Linked DNA regions of Macaca mulatta: region 1 is linked to region 2. A link is a contact called in public Hi-C data. All regions are on one chromosome and are shown on one strand. Each heading gives the region's core, a stretch centred on a gene start, on an enhancer-like site or on the middle of the called end of the contact. The rest is flanking DNA. Distances are from core to core; before and after follow the strand shown.

Region 1 (2,700 bases), core at 47-2,546, 56 kb before region 2:
GGAGGCCGAGGCGGGTGGATCACGAGGTCAGGAGTTCGAGATCATTCTGTACTAAAAATACAAAATTAGCTGGGTGTGGTGGCACACGCCTGTAGTCCCAGCTACTCGGGAGGCTGAGGCACGAGAATCGCTTGAACCCAGGGGGTGGAGGTTGCAGTGAGCCGAGATCACGCTACTGCACTCCAGCCTGGGCGACAGAGCGAGACTCCGAGACTCTGTCTCAAAAAGAAACAGAACAAAATTAGCTGGGCGTGGTGGTGCGCACCTGTAATCCCGGCTACTTGAGAGGCTGAAGCAGGAGAATCACTTGAAAACCTGGGAGGCAGAGGTTGCAGTGAGCCAAGATCGTGCCATTGCACTCCAGCCTGGGCAATAGAGTGAGTCTCCGTTTCGGGAAAAAAAAAAATCCTTAATCAGTCCATATTTCTGAATATTTTGCTTATTCCTACTGGCAGTGTAATACTCTGGTGAATATTTGCGTTCGAGATCTTCGCATTCCCGAGATTTCCCCAGCTCAGCCCTCTGGGCGGGTTGAACGGGATGAACTTTTTAAGGCTTCTCTTGTACTGTCAAGCTGCTTTTTGGAATCTTCGTCCCAGGTTTCTGTTCCAGCCAGCAGCCAGCATTAGCCGCCTGCATCCTGGTCCTCACGCCGGTGTTAATTAAAACCTTTGCCAATCTGGGCCGGGTGCGGTGGCTCACGCCTGTAATCCCAGCACTTTGGGAGGACGAGCGGGCGGATCACTTGAGGTCGGGAGTTTGAGACCAGCCTGACCAACATGGAGAAACCCCGTCTCTACTAAAAATACAAAATTAGCCGGACGTGGTGGCGCATGCCTGTAATCCCAGCTACTTGGGAGGCTGAGGCAGGAGAATAGCTTGAACCTGGGAGACGGAGGTTGCAATGAGCCGAGATCGCGCCATTGCACTCGGGCCTGGGCGACAAAGACCAAAACTCCGTCTCAACAATAACAACAACAAAAAATCCTTTGCCGATCTGGTAGAATTGCGGGGCTTATTTTATGGTGTCATGGAGCATAGCCTGGGGCCGGATATACCTGGGGCCCTGTGCTTGCTCTGCGAACTAGGAGCTCAGGTGAGACTAACCCGTGACAATAAAAGCGCTCGACAGTGCTTGATCCCTCTGCGGAGCTTATTAAGCAGGAGCTCCCTGCGCAGGCGCAGAGAAGAGGGTGCCGCCCCACCCCACGACCGGCAGGGGGCCTGCTAGGTGGGTGCGGAGCCAGGCAGCATGGTGGCCAATCGCGAGCTGAGGCGACGGTGGCACGCCCCTCATGCCGGCATCTTAACTGCGCAAAGAAAGGGCGCCGGGGACACCCGCTTGGGGTCTGCTTCTCCCCTGTGGGTTCCGATTCTCAACCCCTTGGGAGCGTTTGTGAGTGGAAGGGAGGTCACGCTATCGTCCGCGGCCCCAGCAGCCCCGTCCCTTCATTGGTTCCCGCGGTGCGGCTCCTTTAAGAGCCTCGCGGGTCGCCCGCCGGAGGTCGCTCCCCGGCCATGCAGGCGCTGCGGGCCGGCCTGACCCTGGCGTTGGGCGCGGGGCTGGGCGCGGCCGCCGAGGGCTGGCGGCGGCGGCGGAAGGACGCGCGGGCGGCGCCGGGGCTGCTGGGCCGGCTGCCGGTGCTGCCCGTGGCGGCGGCCGCTGAGTTGCCAGCCGTGCCCGGAGGACCGGCGGGCCGCGGCCCGGGCGAGCTGGCCAAGTACGGGCTGCCGGGGCTGGCGCAGCTCAAGAGCCGCGAGTCGTACGTGCTGTGCTACGACCCGCGCACCCGCGGCGCGCTCTGGGTGGTGGAGCAGCTGCGACCCGAGCGTCTCCGCGGCGACGGCGACCGACGAACATGCGACTTCCACGAGGACGACTCGGTGCACGCGTACCACCGTGCCACCAACGCCGACTACCGCGGCAGCGGCTTCGACCGCGGCCACCTGGCCGCAGCCGCCAACCACCGCTGGAGCCAGAAGGCCATGGACGACACGTTCTACCTGAGCAACGTCGCGCCCCAGGTAGCGCCCGCGCCCCGGGCCGGTCGCGGAATGCGGGGCGGGCGCCTGGCCTCTCGGGGCCTCGGTTTGTTCCTCTGCAGAACGGGGCAGCCGCCCAACGCGCCCCCGGTCAGGCATCGCAGTGACATCCCGTGACGGGAGAGAGGAGCACTGGGCTCCAGGCACAGGCTCTGCAGGCCGACCAGGGCTTGAGCTTCAACTGCGAACCCTGGGCACCTCCCTGAGCGTCGCTTTCTCGTCTAAAAAAATGGGGATGATACCGTTATTCACCTTCCTCCTGCGGTAGTGATGAGGCGCTGAGGCTCACAGAGGCAAAGTGATGGGCACAGTGCCACACAGCAGAAGGCAGACTGTCTGTTGTAGAACCTCAGCGCCCAACGTTTTGGGCACCAGGGTCGGGTTTCGTGGAAGACAGGTTTTCCACGGCTTGGTGGGTGAGGGCGGGTTTCAGGATGATTCAAGTGCATTACATTTATTGTACACTTTATTATTATTACATTGTAATATATAGTGAAATATACATCTCACAGTAATGTAGGATCCGTGGGAGCCCTGAGCTTGTTTTCCTCCAATCTATTCCAGTTCTATCTGGAGGTGACGGCGATAATGCCAGATCAGGCATTAGGTTTTCAAAAGAAGCGTGCAACCTCCTCACATGCGCAGTTCACCTTAGGG
Region 2 (2,700 bases), core at 195-2,694:
GAGACGGAGTCTCGCTCTGTCGCCCAGGCTGGAGTGCAGTGGTGCGATCTGCGCTCACTGCAACCTCTGCCTCCTGGGTTCACGCCATTCTCCTGCCTCAGCCTCCCGAGTAGCTGGGACTACAGGCGCTCGCCACTATGCCTGGCTAATTTTTTAATATTTTTAGTAGAGACGGGGTTTCACCTTGTTAGCCAGGATGGTCTTGATCTCCTGACCTCGTGATCGGCTGGCCTCAGCCTCCCAAAGTGCTGGGATTACAGGCGTGAGCCACCGTGCCCGGCCCTGGCTATGATATTGCTAAGTTAACCTCTAAGGTTCTTTTCTTTTCTATTAAAAGGGAAAAATAAGACCTCCCAACAGGAGAAGTGAAACCAGGCATTGGCTTAACACGTGATGGATGGGAGCCGTGACTATCTTCATCATCTTATTTTTAATTATCTACCTCTGCACAGGGTAGTAAATTTCTCGCCCTGGCCCAGGTACCCAGGATCCCAGTTCTCCTGTCGGAGACAACTGCAATTAACAACTTCTTATGCATCTTATCAGACAGCTGGTGCGCACACCCGCAGATACCCCCACCCTCACGCGTCCTTCTACGCAAAGATGGACAGCACCCATCAACGCTGTTTTTTCTGTTGCTTCCTTTTCTAACCTAAGGTATCTTAGAAGTCGCCCTATATTAGTGCATATTAAACATTTTTCGTCTTAATGGCTGCACAGTATTCCATTGTATGGATTATTTTTTAATTTGGTTGCCGTTACTGTTATCAGCCAGGGAATTTTCGAGGACCCAGGTGGATTCATGGAGCTGCAAAGCTGGAGCCTGGGGACCCAGTTCCAACCCCAGATCTGCCCAGAATTCCCTGTTGTCTCGGGTGCCATCTCCACCGGCGCGGTCGTGGGAGGGGGATTTGGGTGCAGAGAGGACCAGCTCCAGTGTCCGAGCGAGGATCGGCGAGCAGCACGCGCAGTTGATTCCCGCGGGCGGCTCAATCATTCTGAGCAGCCACTCCGTTATCCTTAGTAGCGTCAAACTCATTAAGCACTCTAGCACAACCAAGCTCGGAACCGTTAGCAGGCCCTCCCAGCCTCGGCACCTGACCTCCGGGCAGTGACGCTCCGACACAGCTACTCACCCCCGCCTGGGCCGCTTCACCTCTCGTTCCCAAGTACACCCGGTAGGTTGCAGCAGTCCCTGTCCCTTTAAGGGGGCCGAGCCCGGGCTCCGCTACTTCCGCCCCGAAGCAACAGGGCGGTAGCGCGGGGGCGAGACCGGGTGAAGGCGCAGCTAGAGTTCCCCTCATAAAGATGGCGACGCCCTGGCCGCCGCGTTCGCGCCTGGCGGTGACGTCACTTCCGGGGCGGAGGAGGCTGAGTGGTGCAGTGAGGGACAAACAAAAGGAGGCGCCGGAGCAGCGCTGCGGCCGGCGGCGGGACGGAGCGGCCGGGGCCTGGGGCTGCCTGCTGGGCGGCCGTGCGCGGCGAGCCCAGGTGAGTGGAGGGGGTGGGGAAAGGGGCGCGAGTTGTCACCTCTCGAAACCCACTTACACACGCCCTCGGCCAGCTGCCCGGTCCCGGGCGGCCGGGGGCATCTGGGGCTCTGTCCCGGGGCCGGCCCCCTGGGGACCTCCCGCGGTATTCGGCCTACCTCTGGGCTCCCCAGTGCCCGGGGTCTCCGGGGCACCACCTCTTGCCGGCTCCGCGGCGCGCGAGCCCCCTCCCAGGCCCCCCTGTGCCTCCTTGTGCTCCAGAAACCAGGAGTTTCCGCCTCGGCTCCCCCATGTCCCCTTGTCATCCCCTGGGTCCCCCCAGATCCTCACCCCTCCACACACACTCTCCCCTTCCTAGAGGTTCCACTTCTGGGCTCTCCCCTTGCCATTTCTTTTCCAGAGATTCCCGTAGTTGTCTTCTCCTGAGTTCCTGGTCCCCTTCTCTTCCCTTGCACCCCTCCTTCCTCTCGTTCCCGATAGGGGCAGTGCCCTGACTTGGGGGCAGGATCCCCGGCTAGGCTCTTGGGGCCTGTCTGGGATGGGATATCTGGGAAGACCGGTCCGGGATCTAAGAACCCAGACCCTGTCCCAGTCCTGTGCATTCAGGTGGCCCCGAGGGCCAGATCAAGTGAGGTCCGGGCCTGGTCCAGCCCTAGGTGAGCTGGACACCCAGCAAACTGAGCTCCCAGGCTGAAGGGGCATAGCTGGGGTCATGGAGTTCGTGATGATTCTGCTGCTTTCGCTGACTGCTTCTTCCCCTTGATCTGGACTGGAGTGAACCGGGGTTCTCAGCTGTTGTGATTGTTGCCTTTTTTGGGAAGGAGAGATGGGTCAGGGGTTGTCTGGTAGCCGCCTCCTGATGGAGAGTTGGCTGGAAGGGTGGGTGGTTCCTGCGTGAGCCACACTTCCACTGACTCCTTTTCCCCTGCCCTACCTCAGGAAGCCTTTTGAGAATGAGGTGTGGAGGGAGAGCACCTGGTGAGAGGAAGGGAACTGGGGGAGCCCGAAGTTCCCAAGGGTCTCTTCCACCTCTTCTGTTGGTAGTACTCTTAACCCCTGCCAAACTGTATTCTGCCCTTTGGAGCAGACCACCTGGCAGACAGACTGTGAGAAGGGGGAGGAGATCAGCTGTTGCTGATACTTCCTGTGGAGGGGATAGGGGAGTGGGAGTTTGTTCAGAGAGGCTGGGCAGTGCTGATTGCTCAGTCTC

The links. Hi-C and Micro-C count contacts between places; a contact is called where the count stands out from the background.
Region 1: a Hi-C map of liver shows a contact between it and region 2, with 2.3 times the contacts expected there. The contact joins the promoter of ENDOG here to the promoter of LRRC8A in region 2. A contact is called at or near these places in 2 of 14 Hi-C or Micro-C datasets (cortical neurons and liver).

The regions. Positions count from the first base shown.
Region 1 is chr15:18,829,839-18,832,538 of T2T-MMU8v2.0, reverse strand. It overlaps ENDOG (endonuclease G), which reads left to right and starts at 1,296. Exons shown (of 3, transcript XM_015116671.3): 1 at 1,296-2,025. The coding sequence starts at 1,519.
Region 2 is chr15:18,774,112-18,776,811 of T2T-MMU8v2.0, reverse strand. LRRC8A (leucine rich repeat containing 8 VRAC subunit A) reads left to right here and starts at 1,444. Exons shown (of 4, transcript NM_001257576.1): 1 at 1,444-1,491. KYAT1 (kynurenine aminotransferase 1) reads right to left here and starts at 1,786. Exons shown (of 13, transcript XM_077967799.1): 1 at 1,649-1,786. It overlaps LOC144335086 (a long non-coding RNA gene), which reads left to right. Exons shown (of 2, transcript XR_013405527.1): 2 at 721-1,173.